Regions from separate parts of the Mus musculus genome. Here all the other regions are linked to region 5. The links are chromatin contacts, called in public Hi-C and HiChIP or PLAC-seq maps. All regions are on one chromosome and are shown on one strand. Each heading gives the region's core, a stretch centred on a gene start, on an enhancer-like site or on the middle of the called end of the contact. The rest is flanking DNA. Distances are from core to core; before and after follow the strand shown.

Region 1 (3,934 bases), core at 37-2,536, 190 kb after region 5:
AATGGTTTTTGTTCTTATGGGAATTTGTGGAAACTACACCAATTGAAGCTCTGTATAGTACTTAGGCAGCAGCATGTTGAGACACAGCTCAGAGCAAAGAAGTGTTTGTGTTTTGAGACAGGGCTATAACCTGGCTAGCCTAGAAAATCGCTGGCTCCTGGTCATTCTGTGCCTTCTTTCCAAGTGCTGGGATTTAAAAAACACGCTACCATGCCTGCTTTCTAGTACTTTCTTTGTTTTAACTGGTGTGTGTGTGTGTGTGCGCGTGCACGCGCGCACACGTGGCATGTATGTATGTATATACATGGCCAGAGGATAACCTGGCATGTTAGCACTAAGGTGTCTGTTTTCTTTTTTTGTGGATAGGGTCATAACTGTGTGTCCTTGGCTGTTGGGGAACTCAGTGTGTAGTCAGACTGGCCTTACTTTTGCAGGGATCTAGCTAACTCCACCTCCTGAGTGGTCAGATTAAAGTTACCGGGCTCCATCCAGAGATAGTTAATGCATCATGTTTGTCAATGACAGATTCATTTTGAAAATAAATGGCCTGTTATTTTACACATGTGCATTTTTCAAGAGAACTGTAGTTGTACTTGTTAAGGTGAGGTTTGAACTACCCATTCTGGTATTCTTAGAATTTAATGTAGAGTACAGTTAGATCATTTTATTTTGTCTATTTCTCTACTAAGGCCTGTCAGGATTTTGTTGTTGTAGTTCTGCGATGCAGCCAAGGTTACATTACTGTGTCTTTGTATGTACGTGTGCTGAGCATGTGTTTCAGTGTTTGAGGTTGTGCTGGGAGTTCTAAGGCACGAGGCCACTGTGGACTTGAGTTCAGTGGCTGAGATGTAATCAGGAGATCGTGCTTGTCAGCATCCAGTGAAGCTTGAAGGAGTCGGAGGGTATTTCTAGCTGTGGACATCATGGAGGAGAGGCTCAAGGCATCTCTTGGAGTATCAGTAGTAACATGCCAGCTGAGCTAGACAGCACCGAGAGCCCTGGCAGTATTTAAGTTTTGTTGGGGCCGGCCTGCGGCTCTCATGTCTGGGTTTGAGCCTTGGAGGCAAACCTGGAGCTGAAAGAGAAGAGGGAACCTAGGTGGGTCGAGAAATAATGGAACCAAGACATGCTAGTCTGTTGAAGGTTCTCCAGTTTACTAAGAGAGTGTGCTTATAAGGGGGAAGGCCCATCCCCCGCCAGTCCTTTCTTGGTGTCTGGAGCCAGCCTGCAGGGGATGTGCAGGATAGCAGTTCCTCCAGAATGTCTCAGGGGCCTCTCAGCAGGTAGCAGTGCCTTGGTGAGAGCAGTGGCGGGTGACAGAACAATAGAGCCATCTAGGTCAGAAGGCTCCACCCTAGGGAATCTCCTTCTCAGTGGCAGCCAAGGTCAAAGTCTGGATCAGCCTGCTTCAGGGCAGAGGGAGGCTACAAAGTTTGTGGTTTTTTTCAAAACCCAAATTGTCATTTTTTAAAAATTAAATTTCTAAATGTATTACAAACAATTGACATCTTTCTTACAAGAGAAGCTTAAAAAGGAAAGAGCCTCGTGCTGACACTTAGATACAGGAGAGGGCAGGTTAGCCCCTTCCTAGGTTCAGGGACATTGCTGTGAGTAAAGCAGGAATTTCTTGTATGTTAGGGGGCAGCCCATTGCCATTTTCAGTTTTTATTTTTCATTTGATTCTGATTTATATGAAGCAGCTACTTGTTTGTTTGATAAATACAAACAAAACACGTTCATGTTATAGATGAAGGAGGTAGCAAGCACTGCCAGATTTCATCACCCTTTCTCTGGTTGATTGATCAGTCATTGGTCTTGAGGACCCAGGAACTAGGTAAGTCGATAATTCGAACATGTAGCTGAGCCTGATGTTAATATTTGGTGCGCAGGTGAAAGACGCATGATTTCTGCATAAGGAACAAATCCAGTAACAACTTTGTTGTCCCAGCGAGTCTGATTCTTTTGTGCTCGGCTCTATCAGGACAGGACTGAGATAGCCTCTGGCTGCTGTCACCAGAGGCTCTCACACTTGACTGTTGTTGGGCGGCTTTTCTCCACCTTCCATCTGAGACAGGTAGAAACACAGATGTGGTCAATAGGATGAGTTGTGTGTGAATATAGTCACCATATTGTGAGGTAGGGTTTCACACAGTGGTCCCAGGAGACACACACTGAATTTTGTCTTCTGTAGCCCCTTGGGAGAACTTCACAAGGTCTTCAGTGATTCTTACTGGTGGCCAGTAGGGTGAGTAGCATGTCATTGGCTGTATTTTCAGGTCCAGTATTTAGCTGGGGTCTCCTAAACTTTCACTTAGAGTAAGTAACTCATTCAGTGTAGTCTCTTGGGAATACTGCCTGGAGGAACCCTAGATTGGTAATGGATCATACTCTCTTTGATCAGGTTATGAATAATCTTAGTCTATACCTCTTTCATACTACACTGGGTTAGGATCTGGCTTTAGGCTCGACCTGGGATCTTCACACTGAAGGGTTCAGTGGCTAATAACAAAATCTGGCTGTCTAGCTATATACTGCTGGGCAGGGGATTGATGAACCTGAACTTCTACCCCAGCCATCAGAAGTCCCTCTGCCCTCAGGGATTGCTGCTTTTCTCTCTTGTCTGGTTGGGCCTCAGCCAGTACTAGACTTGAGTGAGACCTTATATCTCCAGTGGCAGTATGCTTAAGCCTAGCATCAGAGCAGTGTTATCAGCAGTCACTGAAGAGCTTTTCCTGTCAATGGCAGTCTGAGGCTTCATGGAGCCTGAAAATGGGCATGAAAGCAGCCCTCCTGTGCTGCTGGTCATGGAGCACTTTGAGTACTCCCGCCATAGCAGCAGTTACTTGTCAGGTTGAGTCGTCATTAGTAGCATCTAATGACATGTGTGCACCTTTGTTTATCAAGGACTTCTACAAAACACAGGCACAGCCAGCCAAGCCATTTTTTATTTTGTATTGCCTGTAGCTTTCAGAGATAGTGTCTTAACTATGTAGCCCTGTCTGTTGGTAACCTGTCAGACTAGTTCATTCTCTTAAAACCTGGACAAGCATCTACACATCTGCAGCAGATTCAGTTAGGGTGTTGGTTGACACAGTTGTTACTCTCTGCCCGTTTTCTTGTGAGCCTTCTTCTGAATTAGCACGTGAGCACTTTTCTGTCTCACTGCACCCACCTTGCTTTCTCTACTGCTTAGAGACTAAAAGCCAAGGTCATTGACTTCTCTGTGCTCTCACCTTTGTGTTAAGGCTTGATTTAGTTTTGTCCATCTTGTTTAAACAACAGATTTGAGATGTCTTGGTCCTCAGTGTGGTTGCACACCAGTGAATGTATTCTCCTTCTGTACTTTTGGCAGCATTCAGAAGTTCACCTTGAGCTGGTAGATCAGTGAGATGGGCTGTATCATTTCCAGTGTAATGTGGCCACAGCTGAGTAAATAGTAATGCCTGGTCCTTGCTCTTACTCCTTAAAGCCATCCACTTCACCTCTCCGAGCCAGCTCCTGTGTCCAGAATAGCCTGTTTCCAGGGTGGTCGTTTTACCTGTGTCAAGAACAGTAATCCAACACTATAGGATCTAGTAGGAATGGCAACGTAATTTGTTTCAAGATGTACACACAGCTTTGCTCCATTAAGTCCATCCATGTTTTACCGTAGCTTGCATTTTTTGTGCATGTCCAGTGTTTACCAATGACTCCTCAGGCTGGTCAACATCCATCCTCAGGATGGATAGTTTCTTAGTCTCGGGTTGTTCACAGAAGGCTGGCTTCTTTGTGCCTGGGTGCAAAGGGCATCTTGGTTCTGAAGTTGCAGTGGTTGCAGCCTTCATTCAGCTTAGCAGCAGTCTTTGCATTGTAGCCTGCACAACAGTTAGGCTGCTTCCCTTGTATCTTAATTTTACTATGAACATCTGTTGGATAAATGAAGTCTGACGAGTGA
Region 2 (3,648 bases), core at 586-3,085, 210 kb before region 5:
CTCTCTTTGGTAATGGACAGTGGAAAAAAAAAAGCCTTTGAAATCCATTTAGCAGTTCTGAGCATTGCTTCCAAAGGGTTATTTCTGAAGGTATAAGGAGTGTTTGCAAAAGGCAGTCAATTCCTTGACATCAAAAAGTTATTAAATCTGCTGCCATACAAAATGACTCTATGAAACCAGTAACTGTAGAATGCTAGTATGTCTTGTGTAGTTTCATCTAATGTCCGTTGATAATTACTGCAAGCCTGGCCATAATAGTGATTTTTTTATTTAATATATTTTTATCAGAGGATAGGGGAGAATGGTTCAAGGGGTAAACTTACTTGCTAATATAAACATTAGAACCTGAGTTTAGATCCCCAACACACATTAAAAATCACTTGTAACCCCTGGCCCTGGTGGGAAGTTAGGGGTGGGGAGGAAGAAAGATCCTTAGGGCTTGCTGGCAACCAGCCTAGCTGAAAAACAGTAAGCTTAGAGAGAGATTTCTTCTCAGGGGAATATGGTCATAGAGGAGTACTTTAGACTCTTGCATGTGGACACATTCATCTATATACCCAAACAGACACACAAGAACACACAGCAAACACCAAAATACATTGTTTCAATTATTATAACTTCTGGTGTTCTACAGAAAATTCACTACCATCTATTAATAGAAACAAAATAATACTATTTTTCCCTTTTGAAGACACAGGTGCTCTGAAGAAATACCCTATTTTACAGCTTCCTTCTTCAGTCTTCTGACTTGTGAGGCAGGAGGGGTGACCTTGGGCTGCACTTGGCAGAGGTTGTATCTGACTGCCCAGCAGATGCAGTGAGTGATGTCTCAAGATGAGAAGTCCTTATTTGTAAATAGAAAGAGCAATGAACTCAAGCATCCAGCTCTGAACATCTACAGGCAACAAAAGCTGGGACCCAGAAGCCAAACAGGAACATTCTACAAGATGAAAAGAAACCATGGAACAGAAAGGAAAGCCTCACTTAATTCAGATCAACCTTAGACCATCAAAGAGCCATGTTGCAGCATTAATTTACGTGACTAAAGCATAATCATGGGCTTTTTCTTGTCTAGTTAGACTTTAAGTCCCTTGATACGAGGACCAATGTCTTTAATTAAGAATAACATTTTCTGAAAGAAAACCAGGAGGCCAGAGAAATACTTCTTAGAATGGTTCTTGCCGCCCAAGCCTGAGGACCTGAGTTCAGACCTTCATATATGAACCTGTATGAAGCATGGTCTGGTACCTCAGCTGTGACACAGTACAGACACAAGAGGATTGTTGGAGCTTGCAAACCTAACTTCAGCCTAACTCCAGGTTCAGTGAGAGACCCCCATCTCAAGACAATATGGCAGAAGGCAATAAAGTGGGCCACTGGACATCCTCCTCTGGCCTCCATGTGCTCATAGGTCCACATATGTGCAGATACAACAAATACCTTCACATAAAATTTGAAAAAGAAAGAGAAAAACAGGGCACAACTGTCAGCCTGCTGGATGAATGGCTTGACAACAGCATAAATATAAGATACATCAAAAGGAACCAGGTCTCACAGCTCCTGCCCTGAGTGTGTTTCTGTCTATTACAATTCTTTGCCATAAACGTTCCATCTGAGAGGTTTCTGGCCAGAGGCAATAACATTTGGGAAGAAGAATTCTACAAACATCTAAGAACATGTAATAGACATGTGACATGGAGATCCTGAAAGTTTGGCACCGGCTCCTTTATCTCACAGCTGCAGTTCTGAAAGGGAATCCTGCCTTCATACCCCAGGAGTCTCTATAGAATGGGTAAGCTGCTGTGTGATTAGTGACAGAATCTGAATTGATGGCCAAGTTCCCTGATGTTCCTGTTGGAACTCTCCCTCCCCAGCCTGCTGCCTACAGATTCCCTGCTGAGGACCAGTCTGGAGCATCTGGAGGTTAGCCATGAGGCAGCTATAGGGATGGCCTGAAGCCTTGCCATGATGTAGGAGTCACAATCCCAATTTGCCATTCTATTTTGTTAGGACCAAAGGAAAACAGTGGGCCCTGGCTTGGCCACTTGGGTACTTTTCCAGATGAGTTTAACCCAAACACAACAGACTTAAATAAAATCAGGTTTGACAAACTATGGAAACAGATACATTTTCTATTTTCCTGGGATGTGGTCTACTAATTAAAGAAACTATTACAACCACAGCTTTTTCTGCAGGTCACAGCCTGAGGAGGAGAAACCCTGAGATCTCATGCTTAGCCACCGTCTGGACACTGGATTCCATACTGAGCACTGTCTGTATATAAAGCCACTTTTAATTCCTGCCCTCCCCTACCTAAAGTGGATGCTGTGAGGACAAATGAGAAGAGTTAGTGCTATCTTCTTCCCCGTCCATCTGGCTCTCTCGTTTGTAAGGACCATAGTAGGTTCCAGGCCAGAACTGAAAAAAAAAAAAAAAAAAAAGACAGACTGGAGCCAGGCTGAGGCCCTATGAGACAGAGAGGCAAAGATCCAAATTTGAGCTTGGATATGAATGAAGCAGAATTTCACATGATGAGATCAAATCAATCCTATGAACTTGTGGTTCTATAAAATCTTTGGCCAATGATTATGTTATCATTAAATTCTAAAAAGTACAATACAAAAGAGACCATATTCCAATTTAGCCCTAACTTGTGTGGGCCAAGCTTCTTGTCCCTCCTTGAGTGTTTAAAGTACCAAAGGGGAATTCACTACCAACTGTTTCATTTGGGTTCACGGGAGGCATTATTTGCAATGCCCTCTGGCTGTGAAAGATCCAACAGGATGCTAAAGTAGTGCACCAGTCTGAGCACTACAGATCATCCAGTTATTAAGCTTTCAATAAACCAATATGACAATAGTACCACACATGCTCAATATTAAAGTTGATTTTTCTATAAAGCCACTGTCTTATTTAGAGAGAGAAATACTTAGAACATTAGATCTAGTCTTATTCCACCCTTCACTCCAACTCCTTCTCACACATGCTTTTAGTCTCGCTGATCCTGTACTAGTTCCCACAGAGACTTCCCAACCAGGGACACCCACAGAGAAACAAATAGAAGAAGCAGGACCTGGAACAATTCTACTCTTTGTCAGTGCCTTGCTCTTTCTGGTAAAGTTTGCATAATTTACCACTAGAATCCCAAGATTCTCACTTATTGTTTCTGCGGTGACTACTCATTTCACCACTAACTCTGCTCTCCCTTGTTGTGCAAATTAAAAAGCTGCAGCTCAGACTCTCTGGCCTGAAACTGGCAAATGCAGACCCGGGACATCAATGGATAGAACTCCATGGAAAACAATTGCTGCAGACAAGAGACGCCTACCTCTCTGGAGAGACAGAGTGTAATGTTCTGAGACTCTAGTAAAGCCACAACTGTGATCTACAGAGATCTACTTGCTAACAGTCTCAGTGATAATCCAATTAATAGGCTTTCAATAAACCAACACCATAGTAGCATCATTTCTTCTAATTCAAGATGATCTTTGTCCTTAAGAGAAAGGAACATGACATTAAGTGACATTTGTCTTAGAAATATCACCCAGTTCACAAATGTGCAGAGCAAAGTGTTCAAGAGAAAGAATGTAGGCTGTGTTAACTGCAGCTGTGCAATGGGGTGCGCCTGGAGGGCCCTGTAAGCATAAG
Region 3 (3,781 bases), core at 495-2,994, 150 kb after region 5:
TTAAACCTATAAATTGATTATACTATTTGGCAGTATTTTATTATTCAGTGAACTTGGGAACTGTGGATTTGAGGTAATATAGAGATATAATTTTCTATGTTTATGAGTTTAGAATCAGTATTCAGAATAGGAAGAAAATTGATTTTCTGGATGATAGAACACAGACAAACCAATTATGGTCATATTTATTGTTCCACGCCATTGACTTTCTTATGTAGCCCAGGATAGTCCTGAGCGGATCCTCTTCCCTCCTCAGCCTCCTGAGTGCTGGCATCATAGGGGAGTCATTGTGCCTGGCTTTCTCTGAAAGCCTTGTTTTGGGTCTGTGAGCCATCACTTGTTTCTAGACCAGATAGATGTCTGCAGACATGTCGTTGATTTAATTGTTTATTTGTAACCAGGTAGGGCCTTCCTGAGGACGCCTGTCTTACAAGTGTTTCCCTTGGAGCCCCTGATCAAGTTCAAACTGCAGACTCTGCTCATACTGAATTGGTGAGGCTTTCTAAATGAAGTGAGTATTTCTGGTCCTTCCAGAACCTTGTCTCTTTGAAGGTCATATAGGCCCAGAAAAGAGGTTGGTCTAGCACTTCCTTGCTCCTCTGACTCATGGTGTTCAAAGTATAAGATTATCAGGTTCTGCTTGGGTGTCCTGTTTTGAAGGTAGGGCCACCTATGGAATCTTTTTTTTTGGGGTGTGGGATGGGAGGTTGGAACAGCTCAGATATGCTGTTAAAACCAGGAATATTCCCAAAACCAGGGTAAAGAAGACTTGGATCTGAGGTTACTAGTTATAGCTGATTGAATCATTGTCTGGTCTTCTGTGTTGGTTCTTGACTCCCTGTTCTTTGTAATCTGGATCCTCACTAAACCATTTCTCTTTGGTTCTGGTCTTATGTGAGCTCTTGGTCCACCATATACCTCAGGTGGTCTTTCCTTTCACTGCGGTGCACGTGTAAGGCTTTGAGGCTATGCAGTGCACAAGTCATGCATTCTGTCTCCTGCTGACTTTTGAAGTCACTTGCTGTGTCATGGAAGGAACTTCACTTTCATTTTGGGTCTGTGTTGAATGTTGACTGATGGCAGAGCTCTTTCATTTCATGGTTCTGAGTGGAAACAAAACAGATGGAAGAGGAAAGAGAGGGTTAGAGTTGGGAGAAAGAAATAGAAGTGGCTCTCACGCTTGTGAGCTGGACATGACCTTAGCTACTGATGCATACTTCCTAGATAATCCAAAACTACTGGAGATGTGTGGAGTAGAGGGATGTGTAGAAGTTAACTGAGCTGTCAAGATCTGGTGTTTTCAAATAATCGTCAGAAAGGAATGTTTTGATTATTTCTTCAGAACCAGATCTGCATTTGAGAAACAGGGTTTCTAGTTTACAAATGAACTAAAGTGATTGCCACAGTACTTCACTGATATTTTCAAAGAATTAAAAATTCACCAGTAAATTTTAATTAGGAAGGAAATTGCACTGAGAAGTGTGTTCTGGCACTTTGCCCTGGTGTTGCTCTGTGTGGCAGTCAGGAGGAATTTGTTCCTTTGGGCTCTTCCTCTTGTAGCCTCCTGTCCCTTTGGGTGTGTAACTTGACCCCTGAGGCTGCACTCTGCTTGCTTGTGGATGTGTTTTTGAACTTGTTAATTCTCAATCTCTTTGCTTTTTGGGTCAGCTCTTGTGCAGCACAGGCTGGCGAGCTTCATGGCTCCTTTATCTTTTTTGTGTTTGTCAAATGACTCAGACTTCTGGATGGGTACCCTGGTAGGTTGCTCCCTTTGTTTTGACAAAGTGGCATAGATGATTTCTACAAGTTGAGAAGTGCGGTGTTCCCCCCCCCCCCCAAGTAGTTTACTATTAACTTTAAGCAAACATGACGTCGGCCAGTGAGGTAAGGTCGCTTTCCTCCAAGACTCATAGTCTGAGTCCATAAGAATGCCATGTTGGAATGAGAGAAAGGACTTGGTGAAGCTGTCCTCTGACCTGCACTTGTGCACAGTGGCACTCTGCCCACATGCACGTAGGACATGACACCTGTGTACATGGTGTTACGTACTGGCTGTGGTTTGAAGCTGCCTGAGGAGGGCTCAAGTGTCAGTGTGGATAGTGGAATGAAAGCTGCTGAGTTCAGGAATAAAGGAAAGTTTGGAATCATTTAATTTACTGACTTCCATTCCTTGCAAAATACCACATATATCTCATGGGTTTAAGTAGCGTGGAAATTTGAGGACAAGCTCAAAAGAATGGCTCAGGGTGTGGAAAACAGGGAAGTTGAGTGGCTGTAACAAGACAGCTGCTCTGGCTTCTGCACCCTGTCCTCCTGGTTCTTGTTTTGCCTGAGCAGCAACAGTAGAGCTCATGAACCGGAGCAGCTCAGGAGGCTACTGAGTTCTTGCTTACTCTTCAGGGATGTTTGGCCGACCAGCTTTTCAGTGTCTCCCCTTTCACCCCATTTTGCCTTTTTAGGAGAGTGCCCCACACTATAGTCCTGCTGGCCTGGAAAACGATATGAAGACTAGTTTGCCCTCACACTTGCATTTATGCCCCTGCCTCAGCTTCTGCCTCCCTTGTATTGGGAGTACTCTAAGGGCTCCAGGCTTTTTGTCTTTTACTGCATTGGTACCCCTGGGATTGGATTCTGCTCAAGTCTTGTTCAGCAGTCTCAAACAGTCTGGTTTTTGTTTTTCTACCTGAAATTAAACATTTTTCTCATGAGAAGTTAGCCACTAAAATTTTTATTAGTGTCTTAATTTGGATCATTGATTTTGGTAATGTTTGTTTTAAAGTTGTGTAAGGTTCCATATTCGCTAAAGAATGATACCCTGGACTCAAATAGTATGTAAACACAGAGTGTTTTATTTTGTAGAAGTCCAACATGCTGGGGTTTCCCAATACCGGAACCTTGCAGGTCTGGTTTAAAGCACATTAGTAACTTCCAGGGTCAGTGACCCTTATGGTAATCTGTTGGCTGGAAACTTCTTAGGAGATGTCTGGAAACCGCTGCTGTCCTTGCCTCAGGCCAGGTGACAGACCTGGAGTTGCCCAGATCTTGGAAACAGATTCAGGTCTAGTCTCTTTTTAGGTAAGTACACTGTAGCTGACTTCAGACATGACAGAAGAGGGAGTCAGATCTCATTACTGGTGGTTGTGAGCCATCATGTGTTTCTGGGATTTGAACTCAGGACCTATGGAAGAGCAGTCAGTACCTGCTGAGCCATCTCCCCAGCCCCAGGCCTAGCCTCCGTAACTGCCAATTTGAAGTCTGTCATGGAATCAGCCTCCTCGGTTTTTATGGGTTTTGAATGTCCCATTTTTCTGTTTTAAATTCCTGTTATCTTCAGCATTTGACTTTGCATAGATTGAAGTTTTCCACCAATCTGAGTTGCGTTGAGAATCTGTAGCAGAAACACCTTCATGTGCTGACATCTGTTGCCTTCCCTTTCTCTTTTCTCAAAGGGGCTACAATCTATATTCACATCAATAAGGCAGAGTCAGGAGCTGGATTGCAATGTATTAATAGCTAGCCTGGTCTACATACTGACTCCTGGATAGCCAGGGCTACATGGTGAGATCTGGTCCCAAAAATTCAACCAACAAACAAAAAGGCTGAGTATGGTGGTCTGCACCTGTAATGTTTACACTTTGGAGGGTCAGAAATTCAAGGTTCGCTTTGGCAGTAGAGCAAGTTCAAGTCAGCCTGGGCTGTGTGAGGTTATGGCACACAAAATAAAACCAAGACCACACAAAATAACACCAAGACCACCATCACTACCACCACAAAAAACATA
Region 4 (3,701 bases), core at 27-2,526, 240 kb before region 5:
TTAGGGTTAGGGTTAGGGTTAGGGTTAGGGTTAGGGTTAGGGTTAGGGTTAGGGTTAGGGTTAGGGTTAGGGTTAGGGTTAGGTTCTTTTATAGTTGAGAATAGTTTTTGCTATCCTAGGTTTTTTATTATTCCAGATGAATTTGCAAATTGCCCTTTCTAACTCAGTGAAGAATTGAGCTGGAATTTTGATGGGGATTGCATTGAATCTGTAGATTGCTTTTGGCAAGATAGCCATTTTTACTATATTGATCCTGCCAATCCATGAGCATGGGAGATTTTTCCATCTTCTGAGATCTTCTTCAATTTCTTTCTTCAGAGACTTGAAGTTCTTACAATACAGATCTTTTACTTCCTTAGTTAGAGTCACACCAAGGTATTTTATATTATTTGTGACTACCGTGAAGGGTGTTGTTTCCCTAGTTTCTTTCTCAGCCTGTTTATCCTTTCTGTAGAGAAAGGCCATTGATTTGTTTGAGTTAATTTTATATCCTGCTACTTCACTGAAGCTGTTTATAAGGTTTAGGAAAAACATGTAAAATTCTATTCAATTTCATGATATAAAGTTTCATAATACAGTGTTTCAAGGTATTTTGCCATCTGTACTAGACTTAATTCTTTGAGTGGATGACTGGATCAAGTGTCCCACTGTTTGTCTGTACTATAGCAAACATATACTTACAAAAATACCTGTGCTTGCCATAGCCTTCAAAGCCAGAAGCACTGCGCTCTTTCACTCTGAAAGAATCACACCATCTCATCAAATTCAATTCTCGGGAAGTCACAACTTTCTTATTCTAATCTGTATTTGAGTTGTTTAGAAAACATTAAAATTTAGATTCAGTTGGAGATGTTTTGGGATGGAACTTGGGGGGAAAAAACCCAATAAATGAGTCTTCAAGGACAGTGTGACACTGTCCACACACACGGACTTCAGACTTCTTATACCCTTCAGAAGGCTGGAAGGATATGTGGCTACTAAATTGGTTCACATAGATTACTGCAATTTTGTTAGTGAAGGAGGGAACATGCGTATCTGCTCAGCACTGGCCTCCCAGCTCTCAACCTTGATACTAATCATCAGGTAGGAGGCCACTAGCATAGTATATGGAAAGTCTTCTGCCTAGCCGGAAAGTCTACCCAGCACCCAGGGCATCTAGCCACAAGTCCATTAAAGATTTTAATAAAAGAAAGACATGCTTCCTCCTCTATGTGTTTTCTCAGGCTATCACCTGAGTCATCTGGGAAACTCCTTTCTCTGAGTTAGCTGGGGAGTTGCACAATTGTCTGCTTCCCTTCAGCTGCCCAAATATCTGGCTTTGCATGAGGGTGTGGTAATGGGGCAACTTCCAAGCAAAACACAAAGTATGAGCCCAAGCCTATAAAAGGGATCACATTTAAGCTGACCCTTAGCCATTTACATTGATACAACAGTACCTAAGGGACAGTTACTGAGAGCTAAGGATGGACTAGAGGAGACTTCTGAGGGCAATCAAAAGTTCAAGGTCACTCTTTGTTGTACATCAAGTTTGAGGATAAACCTGGGCTACATAACACTCTCTGTGTATAATAAATAATATATGTGTGTGGGGTGTGTGTGTGTGTGTGTGTGTGTGTGTGTGTGCTTCTCTGCAAGGGCACAGGGGTCAGCTTAGGATGTGCAAGTTGAGTTCTACTCCCACCAGCTCAGTAAATGAACACATAAATAATAGATTTGGAATCCAAATAGAATTGTATCACCCCACTTGAGAAGTTTACATTTAGCAGGGCTGCTATAGTGCATGGTGTTGAGGTGGATGGTGAGAGTCTAAGACACCTGGTATCTCTGACTGTGAGGAATTAGTCAGACAGAGCCCAGCTTGCAGGTGGCTGGGTTTTAATGATTTATTGAATCTCCCTTGAGGTCAGCAGCTTATGACTTGCCATTTTTAAAATGTACTGTAACAAATGGATGAACATTTAGTTCACAGGAACTGAGTCTTCTTCCAAATGCATTTTTAAGAGGAAAAAAATCAACAGAAAAGCTTGGGTCTGTGAAGCCCTCATGTCACATGATCTCACTTGCTCCAGTCTAGATAAGCAGCTACCAGAATGATTGGGGGAATAGTTTTCAGAGAGGCGGGGACTGCCCTGTCAGACCACATTGTTATCAGCTAGCAACATTATTCCAATTGTATAATTTTACCTCTGGGACCATTATTCACTTTAAGATGACTAGAAACTCAGTTAGCCTTCTCAGTCACCTCACCCAGGAGACTTCAAACACATTTCCCCCTATTTGAAAATATCTATGTAGCATTTATGCTGTAGTTGGAATCACAGGTAGAAAATATGAGAGTTAACAGACAGCTGAGAACAGGTTCCAGAAGCCAACCTCTCTGCCCCAACCCCTGCCTATGGACCATATTCTCTCAATCTGGGGGTATACTAGTTACTTCTCTCACTTGAGAGAAGTATGACCTCTCATTTCATGTGGAAAAGTAAAGTACCACCCTAGATATAAATAATCCTAGCAGCTGGAGAGATGGCCCACTGGCTAAGAGCACTGGATGCTCTTGCAGAAGACCCAGGTTTAACTCCTAGAACCCACATACCAGTTCATGACTGTCTATAACTCCAGCTTTGGGAAACCCAACTGCCTCTTCTGACCCCTACCCACAGCAGGTGTGCATATGGTACACAGACAGACACACACACACACAAGCAAACCACCCATATATTTGTAACTTGAAAACAAATAACAAAGATATAAATAAAGAGAGGGAGAGAGAGAAAGGATGGAAGGAAGGAAGTGTTGTGTCTGGCCAGCATATCACAACATGGGTTCTAGCCTGGAAAGGCATTTTGGAAACCTGGAAGAGAAGAGGGGCTAGGCGGCGAGATAAAGAAATGCAGCTAAGACAGGCATTCTGATCAAAGCTCAATTTTACTGTTCCGCATGCAGTTATGAAGGGAGGGGGAGGGGACCCGATTCCCGCCAAATAATTTCAGGGTCCAGTAGCAGGGTGAGCACGTGTGTGGCTCCAAACAGCAAAAAACGGCAAGGTCCAGCAGTGGGCGTGGCAGAACGAATGAGCAGGAAGCTCCACCTCTGAGCAAGCAGGTTTCAGGCTGGGGGAGGAGAGACTACAAGGAAGGAAGGAAGGAAGGAAGGAAGGAAGGAAGGAAGGAAGGAAGGAAGGAAGGAGGGAAGGAAGGAAGGAAGGAAGGAAGGAAGGAAGGAAGGAAGGAAGGAAGAAAGGAAGGAAGGAAGGAAGGTAGGTAGGAAGAAAGGAAGGGAGGAAGGGAGAGAGGGAAGGAGGGAGGAAAGAAAGAGAGAGAGAAAGAAAGAGAGAGAGAGAGAGAGAGAGAGAGAGAGAGCAAGCAAGCAAGCTAGGTTGGGCTGAGGATAAATGCCAGTCAGTAGGGTATCTGCCTATTATAAAAAGAAGCGCTGGGTTCCCTCTGAAGCGTCACATAAGGTGACTGAGATGACACACACCTGTAATCCCAGCACTCAAGAAGCAAAAACATGGATTAGAAGATCTAGGTTATCCTCAGCTGCATAGGAAGTTTGAGGCCAGTCTGGGATCTTGTCTCAAAACAAACAAATAAATAAATTGCAAGGATTAAAATAACAACAAAGCCACACCTCTGAATGCTTTCTCTCCCTGCTGCATTCTAAGACAAATTAATATTTGCTATTTAAATCAATATGAATCT
Region 5 (3,777 bases), core at 314-2,813:
AAAACAACAAAAAACCTGAGAAACCCCCATCTCAAGCAAAAACTGGGGATCACCTGGTGAAGAAGGACACTTGAGGTTGCCCTGTGACCTTCACATGTTGGGCCTTCAGACACATACACAGGAATATTGTTTGTATGACAGCAACTTTCACAGCAAATTTTAACTTTAAAAAGAAAAAAAATCTTGCTTTCGGCTGGCTAGAGGTTTCAACTAGGCCCCAAAATGAGGGTTCATTTTCTTCCTGACCCCATAAGTTCCACTTTTCTGCACGTCTCACCATTTCAGACACTTCTAGGGAGGGCTATCAGGGGGCCATCTTGGAGATTTTTTTGCCCTGACTCCTAGCTTTGTGCATCCCAGCTGTGGCTGGATTTGAGAAATGGCAGCTTCAGATTGCTCTCTGTCAAAGCATTTAGGGGGAAGTTGCCCTAAGGTTCTGAAAGGACTGGCTGCAGGAAGAGAAACCCTTACTAGTGAGAGGCTGTCTGCTCTGCTTCCTCCAGGGGAAACTTAAGGACTTTAGATCAGGCAGCTCCCTGCCGGGAGCAAGGGGGGGCGGGGGGGGGGGGGTGAGATCAGGCGAAGGAGGGCCAGCCCTTCCCCTTGTCATTCTCCAAATTAGGGCTGGCTGCCATTATTTTTTTTCCAATTAAAAATACTGAAGAGAACTTAAAGGAGACCAGTCCTGTGTCTGTAAATAAATAGCCTGTTTGGCTATTCAGAAAAGGCACCATGTTGCGTGAGTTATTGGATGTATTGTCTTTAATATGTGAATGTGTTCTCTAAAACAAAGTGGCAGCCATCTATACAATTAATTAGTATCAAAGCTCCTTTCATGTACCCTTCACAGCAAGGGGGAGAGAAGTAAACTACTTAAACGAATAAACTTTTAAAAAGAAAGAAAGAAACCTAAATAAATAAATAAACCCCTCACTCTAGGCAAAGTAACCCCCGGAACTTATGATAAAGAGATCTTAATTAACCCCAAATCCATCTACTCTTCTCTGCTCCAGAACCGAAACAGAATGCTAAGGCAATTTACTCGGAGAGCAGTTTTGCACCATAAATCTGGGCCATGTTTTTCTGTGCGTTTGCCCTGCAGTAAGCTTAAAGAGAAACTCAACCACCAAACAGCCTTGGAGGCAAAGCAAAGCCCTAATCACCCGCAATGGTGATTGCATAACACCCGCCTCCCAACCCCCACTCCTAAGCATCAAGAGGCAGGCTTTGGCTTCTGGTTAGAGCACATGCCTTTCTTTTTTTTGCCTGTGTGAGAATCATTGAAAATGCTCTTTAAGGACCAAAAGTCAGGGCACGTGTGTTTTCAGAAGAAATGGAGGTCACTTGAGGGTGACTTCTGAGTACATCCCCCAAGCCAAAATGAATCTGTATCGATATCTAAAGTGCATCTGCTTTTAGAGCAGAAGCCACCATCTGTTCCTAATTGGTGCCCTGGAGGTACTCCCTGTGGAAAAAAAGGGCCTGGCCGCAGCAGCCGCGCCTCCCCGGGGCTGCAGACTCCGCTCGGGGCCTTGCTGGTGCAATCGAGTGCTCCTCTCTTAGATAATGCCAGGTATTCTGGAAAGTAGCCGTGTAATAATACACAAACCCCTGATGATGTCAGCGTGTTATTGACTTTCCAAGTCTGAATGACTGAGCAGAGGAGAGGGGGGGTGGGGCGCCATCCATCCGGCGGCGCAGAGACCAGCCGAGCGAAAATGGGCTCACAGTCCAGCGGGGGAGGGGAGGCGCGGCGGCTGCCTGGCCAGGCTGGATGGATCTCAGCCGCATCAGGATCGCCTTCACCGAGTCAAGAGGGGGCCTGGGCTAGGGAGAGGGGGGTTTCAATGTTATGTTTAGCCAAATATTCCTCTGGCCGATATAACTGCTACCACCACCTACCTCCAAGCGCACACCACGTGGCAGAGCAGATTACAAAGCTAGCAGCAGTCACCAAGGTAGGGGAGGTTGGAAAGGCCTTGCCCCATCCCGCCCCCTACACTCCAACACGCACAAGATACTGTCCTCAATATCTGGAAAGCTCCAGGTCCCTTTTTCCTGTAGAGTTCTCTCTTCAGAGAGCCTCTACGAAACTGCTCCTCAGCTCTGGTGACATTTTGTGGGTCATGTTTTACATGTTTCCTTACAGGTACACAGTGTGGGCTCCTGTTCCCACCTTGCAAACTGACCATCGGGTACTCGGACCATGTTCAAGGCTAGGTTAACAATATTTGCATTGAAAGACCCAGAACCTCCCCTCCCCCGACTTTTGCTACCAACTAGGGTGGGGCCTGTGCCACCCAGCTGGTGTCTCCTTGTCTCTAGAGCCCTGGCTTTTCTTTTAGCACTCTCGCACATCCAGCATACCCAGCTTGGATCCTGGCTGTCCCCTGTCCCAGACCAGAAATCGGCTTCCCCTGCCCCAGGTGTGTGCAAAGGCCACAAGAGTCTTCGCTCTGGAAGGGGAGGGCGGGGCCTGTGCAGAAAGGAAAGCAAACTCGTGCTTTGGAGACAGGGGGTCTATTCAAGGCTTCTGAGCTTGGGCTCAGGGCTCAACCTGTTTGGTGGCCACATCAGTGAAGTTGGGACAGCCACTGTCCTCTCAGCAACTGGGGAGTCATACATCTAGACTTTGCAAAGGTCTCTCTGTCTCCCTTTTTTAAAATGGGCCACTCTTTCTTGGGAACATTGCACTTGTCGGGTCAGAGCCCCTGTCCCTGTTTCTGAAAACAGTGTACAGACCCTTGGATTCCTAAATTCCACCCCCTTCTGATGCTCCAAATCCACGAGGATCCCAAAAGAATCACTTAGTGCAGGGGGTGGAGACCACACTGGGCCTAGTTCACCCCACTCTCCTACCTTGCCCTAAAGGATTAGCCTAGGATCCTAATGCTGACATATTTTAATCCAATCAGAAGCCTTCTTAGGGAACTAGAAACTGGAAGTGTAAAAGACAACTCCCTAGGCAGAAACTGAAAAAAATTAAAAAGTTCAATGTGACCCCATTTCCTGGCCTAATGCAGGAGAGACCAACCAGTATGAAGACAGAGATAGTCAGAGAAGGAAACAAGAACAAAGCCGAGAAGCCAGCAGGTTGTGGGTCACAATTGTGACCTTGCTATAGCCCTCCCTGCCTCATATTCCTTGTGGCAGCCTAGTTTGTTTGTTTGTTTGTTTTTAACACATGAATGTCTCCTTATTGTTTAACTTAATTTATATCTGAGTTATATCTACCCACAACCCTCAAAGCCAAACTGCATTTCTTAATCCACGTTGCCCAAGCTCTCAGAACTAGCTCTTCAGACCTCGTGTGAGCCCCACTGTTTTGAGCTGTGTTCCCAGAGTGTTTGTGCCTCAGCCTTAACTCCCACAACCAGATGCTCAGTAAATCTACTGCAGATTGCAGGGGCCCGGATTGAATGGCAGGAAAGTAGCCCGATAGCTGTTGGAAGCCCAGACTTCGGTAAATGTAAAGGAAGAGTGTTACATATTGCTTCGGACTTCCAGAAGCCCATCTGCCCTGCCCTAGTGGTAATTAGTGCTTATTGGAGTGAATAGAAAAAGAGAGATTATATCTCCCTCTAAATTGCTTTTCATCCGAATCTTGAAGAAAAGGAGTGAGTCGTCAGGCTTCATGACTCCCTGCTGTGGAAGGAGGAAGGCTAAAGCAGTCTAAGGTTACCAGAGTTTATGGGAGGCGCGCAGGCCCACACTGTATCCTAGGATAAAGTTCAGTCAAGGCAGAACTGCCTTGCATTCCCCTAACATTCGCTTCCA
Region 6 (3,572 bases), core at 875-3,374, 170 kb before region 5:
ATGAACTAACCAGTACACTCGAGAGCTTGTGTCTCTACTTGCATATGTAGCAGAAGATGTCCTAGTCGGCCATCATTGAGAATAGAGGACCCTTGGTCTTGCAAACTTAATATGCCCCAGTACAGGGGAACGCCAGGGCCAAATACTGGGAGTGGGTGGGTAGAGGAGCAGGGCAGGGGTAGGGTATAGGGGACTTTCGGGATAGCATTTGAAATGTAAATGAAGAAAATATCTAATAAAAAAATTGAAAAAAGAACAAGAAAAGAAATCAAGGTGAGCACAAACAAGTGAGCAGATTAACATGAATTCATTAATTCCTCTCCACTCTTGACTATGGATATGATGTGACTCTTTGTTTGAAGCTCCTGTCTTGACTTCTCCACCATAATAGGCACTAATCTAAAATTGTAAGCTGAAATAAATCCTTTTATTTTATCACAGCAACAGAAATGAAACTAGGACCAGTTTTTAAAGCTGAATCTTTAAGCTCATTGTACATTGCTATTCCCCCAAAAGAAGGAAAAGATAGAACTTGAGTCTGTGTATTCAGAAGTGACTACCATGAGAGGTAGAGAACACCCTATCAACCAAGAATAATCTCTTGACCTCATCAGGGGCACAGAACATAAACCACAAGAAGCTTCATGGAAAGTGAGTGCTTAAACTAAGCCCTAAAGTATGTTAACCAGAGCCTGGAAGGAAAAGTCTCCCAGAAAGATAGGATGGTATGTGCTGAGGCCCAAGTAGCTGAAGCCCAGAGGGAATATCCGGGAGTTTGAGCTCATGGACCTGACAGAAGCAGTAAGAAACAGGACTGTTTTGCTCACCACTGTTTCTACTACTTACAACAAGTCTCAAAAATATGGGGGAAAAATATAAAGATTTCAGTTGGGAAACACAAATAGAAAACAAGCTTTAAATGTCCTGAAGGGTCTGTGGCTAGTCTTCAGTATAAGATTATGAAATGTGAAGTTATTGAGACAAAGACATGGCCTGAGTTTTACTTTAAGTAGGAAGTTAGTTGAAAGATAAGCTAGCTCATGGAGAGACGAGAACAGAGTTCAGATAAGGACAAGGGTCAAAGGAGGAAAGATGAAGTCAGAGGATTATAAATCACCCAGGCAAGAAGGAATGAAAGTTTAGACATTGAGAAGAGGGAAGAACACAGATATCCAAGAGTTATGACCAGAGGAGAAGCTTCACTGTCTCCTCTTACCCCACCTTTCCTACCTCACCTGCAGACAACAGAAAGTCCTTATAGGGACTCAGATACCCCTGATGTAAATACCAACTTGACAGAAGAATACACAGCTACTTAATCACACTAATACTTCATCTCTATGACTAAGCAGTAGGTAATCCCAGACAGCTGCCTAGAAGTTCCCAAACATGAATTTGTTTGGCAAGAAAGACCAAACATTCTGATTTGGGGTTGAGCTTTTGTTCTTTGGCTAAAGGCATTGTGGTCTGTCATACATAGCCAAGATCTCCATCTTCAAATTATCACCCAAGTAAATTTTTTGCAAGCCAATAGTGATTGTTTCCACTTTCAGCCCTAGCCAGAACTCAACTTACATAGAATCCAAGCCTGGGTATTGCTAATACTCCTTGCATTATGACCTGTGGGGTTAGTACTGTACCCCCATGTTTCAATGGTTAGGAAGGCCTTCACCATATTTAGCTTAAAGGAAAGAATCTCAACAAAATATGGCACATCAATTTTGTCGGTGATAATAGGACTATGACTGAGACCTGGGGCTAGAAGGAACCAAGCACTTAGAGCCTTCTTTCTGTGCTATTTTGGCCAAAGTAGGAAGTCTGGAAGATTTTGGTCTACTTATACTCAGGTCTCTTTTCTGTGGGTTCAGCATTAGTAATGCTCCACCTTATTCGAGGCAAGAAGGAGACTGCATAAGTTCTTCAAAGTTTCCTGCTCCTGAAAGCAAAAGCCATTTGTCTGCAGACCTAGGAGATGAGAATTTCTGGGTAAGAATTAGTGGCCATGTTGCTTTAATTATGATGCAAAATACATTGGCACTGGCACATCTGAGTATATCCCTGGCTCCAAACACAGTGGTTTTCAGGGTGGTGCCACGGCTGATGATGTTGCATCATAGCTGAGGCAGACTGGCAAGCTTCCACTCACCCTAGAGTCTCCACTCTCCGTGCCAACATGCTTCACCACCACCCCCCAGCCCACAAATATGCCACACAGGATCTTCCACAAACACACCATTTTCCCTTCAGGAAACAGTGTGGCTGTCCCATCCTCATTTCTTTTGGGACGTGCATTCTATTTTGCCCAGATTCTCTGAAAATCAGATGAGGCTTACCTCTAACCTAGCAGAACTTTGCCCAGACTTGCTGACCACAGGTGCCACTTCCTCAGCAAAAATACCTGCAGCCCAGCCATTTTTTGCTTTAGCTGAGTTACAGAATTCTTTAGAAGCTAACAGCACGACTATCAATCTGCCTTCCCAGAATTGCTTGGAATGTCTTCCTTTCTCAGTGGCTGCTAGGTACCTGTACAGGACCTAGGTGAGGGAAAGGCCATGGCCTGCCCATATCTAGGCTGCCTTTCTCCTTCCTGAACTCCACTTTTCCAGGAAGCCTCAGAGTAAACTAAGACACTGTGAATCTTTTGTCAGGACTCTGGTGTCCTTTGAAATAAATTAGTCTTAAATGGTATGTACCTCAAATTTAACTGATTAGTGACCCATGTTAGAATGAGATCAGAAAGGGATTTAAAAAAATATATTGTATCACTTTGACCATTTTCATTGCCTTTCTTTTAATCCATTTGTCCATTTAAGAATTTTTTTAAATTGTTCTTGTTAAATACAAAGGATAATGATAAGTTAAATAAAAACAAGATTATTGACCTATGAGAGTGTTTCATAGGAGACTACTTCTAAAAGATATCAGAACAATGTATATATCAAGGAGAAAGAAAGTGTACCACTTACTATTGAAATAGTGCTTTAACAATAAAAGAGACACTGGAAAGATGGCTCAACAATTAAAAGTGCATACTGTTCTTGCAGAGAACCTGAATTCAGTTCCTTGTACCAGTGCCAGGCAGCTCACAACATCCTATAACTCCAGCTGCAGAGGATCTGACACCTCTGGACTCTATAAGTACCTATATCCTCCCACCCACATGCAAACACACAGATACACTGTAAAACAGATAATGAAAATAAGTCTTTAAATGAATACATAAACTAAAAAGAAACCACCACGTGTATGTCCAATAATTCTCCCTTGTATTTTCTCTCCTTGGGAAAACTAAAACAAGAGATACCTCTACCTTAGAGACATGATTAGAAGAAAGAAAGAAAGAAAGAAAGAAAGAAAGAAAGAAAGAAAGAAAGAAAGAAAGAAAGAAAGAAAGAAAGAAAGAAAGAAAGAAAACTCTCACCTAAAAGGAAATGAATGATTATTATGGAGCTAGATATTAATTACTATTATCTGGGAATACGGATTTAGTTTGTCCTGAAAAGGCAAGCTCCACTATGATAGTGATACGTGGGATTTTTAAGTTAGGAAACAAAAAAGTCATATTTGAAGGC

What was found. Hi-C and Micro-C count contacts between places; a contact is called where the count stands out from the background. HiChIP or PLAC-seq counts read pairs in DNA pulled down with a chosen protein or histone mark.
Region 1: an H3K27ac HiChIP or PLAC-seq map of embryonic stem cells shows a contact between it and region 5, with 19 read pairs. The contact joins two enhancer-like sites. A contact is called at or near these places in 1 of 15 datasets of contacts at CTCF or cohesin (pro-B cells), 17 of 484 Hi-C or Micro-C datasets (B cells, the C10 cell line, CD8 T cells and 12 more), 24 of 115 datasets of contacts at active chromatin or transcription factors (the 230-238 cell line, the NIH/3T3 cell line, the SCID.adh cell line and 11 more) and 4 of 9 other capture datasets (adipose tissue, embryonic stem cells, liver and 1 more).
Region 2: a contact with region 5 is called in a Hi-C map of cerebellum, with 2.9 times the contacts expected there. The contact joins two enhancer-like sites. A contact is called at or near these places in 2 of 15 datasets of contacts at CTCF or cohesin (the NIH/3T3 cell line and pro-B cells), 10 of 484 Hi-C or Micro-C datasets (the AML12 cell line, the C10 cell line, the HPC-7 cell line and 6 more), 7 of 115 datasets of contacts at active chromatin or transcription factors (CD8 T cells, bone marrow-derived macrophages, embryonic stem cells and 2 more) and 1 of 9 other capture datasets (embryonic stem cells).
Region 3: a contact with region 5 is called in a Hi-C map of nephron progenitors, with 3 times the contacts expected there. The contact joins two enhancer-like sites. A contact is called at or near these places in 1 of 39 promoter capture datasets (neural stem cells), 2 of 15 datasets of contacts at CTCF or cohesin (CD8 T cells and the NIH/3T3 cell line), 49 of 484 Hi-C or Micro-C datasets (the AML12 cell line, B cells, the C2C12 cell line and 21 more) and 31 of 115 datasets of contacts at active chromatin or transcription factors (the 230-238 cell line, CD8 T cells, the HPC-7 cell line and 22 more).
Region 4: a FOXA1 HiChIP or PLAC-seq map of pancreatic cancer cells shows a contact between it and region 5. The contact joins two enhancer-like sites. A contact is called at or near these places in 2 of 15 datasets of contacts at CTCF or cohesin (large pre-B cells and pro-B cells), 6 of 484 Hi-C or Micro-C datasets (the C2C12 cell line, CD4 T cells, embryonic fibroblasts and 2 more), 8 of 115 datasets of contacts at active chromatin or transcription factors (CD8 T cells, acute myeloid leukemia, bone marrow-derived macrophages and 4 more) and 1 of 9 other capture datasets (embryonic stem cells).
Region 6: a Hi-C map of embryonic fibroblasts shows a contact between it and region 5, with 5 times the contacts expected there. The contact joins two enhancer-like sites. A contact is called at or near these places in 2 of 39 promoter capture datasets (the 3T3-L1 cell line and liver), 1 of 15 datasets of contacts at CTCF or cohesin (the NIH/3T3 cell line), 20 of 484 Hi-C or Micro-C datasets (the 3T3-L1 cell line, the C2C12 cell line, CD4 T cells and 12 more) and 1 of 115 datasets of contacts at active chromatin or transcription factors (CD8 T cells).

What each region holds. Positions count from the first base shown.
Region 1 is chr3:22,120,670-22,124,603 of GRCm38.p6, forward strand. The region is part of intron 1 of Tbl1xr1 (transducin (beta)-like 1X-linked receptor 1); the gene reads left to right. Among named protein-coding and RNA genes, the nearest start is that of Tbl1xr1, 46 kb to the left of the region's middle. Within about 2 kb of position 1,287, at least 22 of the 459 cell types and tissues checked have an H3K27ac peak or open chromatin away from gene starts, as enhancers often do. A contact at or near this core is called in the SCID.adh cell line, embryonic stem cells, epiblast stem cells and 1 more, where this site is marked.
Region 2 is chr3:21,725,041-21,728,688 of GRCm38.p6, forward strand. No RefSeq gene overlaps it. Among named protein-coding and RNA genes, the nearest start is that of Gm31693, 24 kb to the left of the region's middle. Within about 2 kb of position 1,836, at least 7 of the 459 cell types and tissues checked have an H3K27ac peak or open chromatin away from gene starts, as enhancers often do. A contact at or near this core is called in cerebellar granule neurons and cerebellum, where this site is marked.
Region 3 is chr3:22,089,012-22,092,792 of GRCm38.p6, forward strand. The region is part of intron 1 of Tbl1xr1 (transducin (beta)-like 1X-linked receptor 1); the gene reads left to right. Among named protein-coding and RNA genes, the nearest start is that of Tbl1xr1, 14 kb to the left of the region's middle. Within about 2 kb of position 1,745, at least 133 of the 459 cell types and tissues checked have an H3K27ac peak or open chromatin away from gene starts, as enhancers often do. A contact at or near this core is called in the AML12 cell line, CD8 T cells, the HPC-7 cell line and 16 more, where this site is marked.
Region 4 is chr3:21,698,450-21,702,150 of GRCm38.p6, forward strand. No RefSeq gene overlaps it. Among named protein-coding and RNA genes, the nearest start is that of Gm31693, 2.5 kb to the right of the region's middle. Within about 2 kb of position 1,277, at least 17 of the 459 cell types and tissues checked have an H3K27ac peak or open chromatin away from gene starts, as enhancers often do. A contact at or near this core is called in pancreatic cancer cells, where this site is marked.
Region 5 is chr3:21,934,473-21,938,249 of GRCm38.p6, forward strand. The region is part of intron 3 of Gm31813 (a long non-coding RNA gene); the gene reads right to left. Among named protein-coding and RNA genes, the nearest start is that of Gm31813, 28 kb to the right of the region's middle. Within about 2 kb of position 1,564, at least 417 of the 459 cell types and tissues checked have an H3K27ac peak or open chromatin away from gene starts, as enhancers often do. A contact at or near this core is called in the AML12 cell line, the C2C12 cell line, CD8 T cells and 26 more, where this site is marked.
Region 6 is chr3:21,759,992-21,763,563 of GRCm38.p6, forward strand. All of the region lies in intron 1 of 7530428D23Rik (RIKEN cDNA 7530428D23 gene), which reads right to left. Among named protein-coding and RNA genes, the nearest start is that of 7530428D23Rik, 39 kb to the right of the region's middle. Within about 2 kb of position 2,125, at least 47 of the 459 cell types and tissues checked have an H3K27ac peak or open chromatin away from gene starts, as enhancers often do. A contact at or near this core is called in the C2C12 cell line, CD8 T cells, the HL-1 cell line and 4 more, where this site is marked.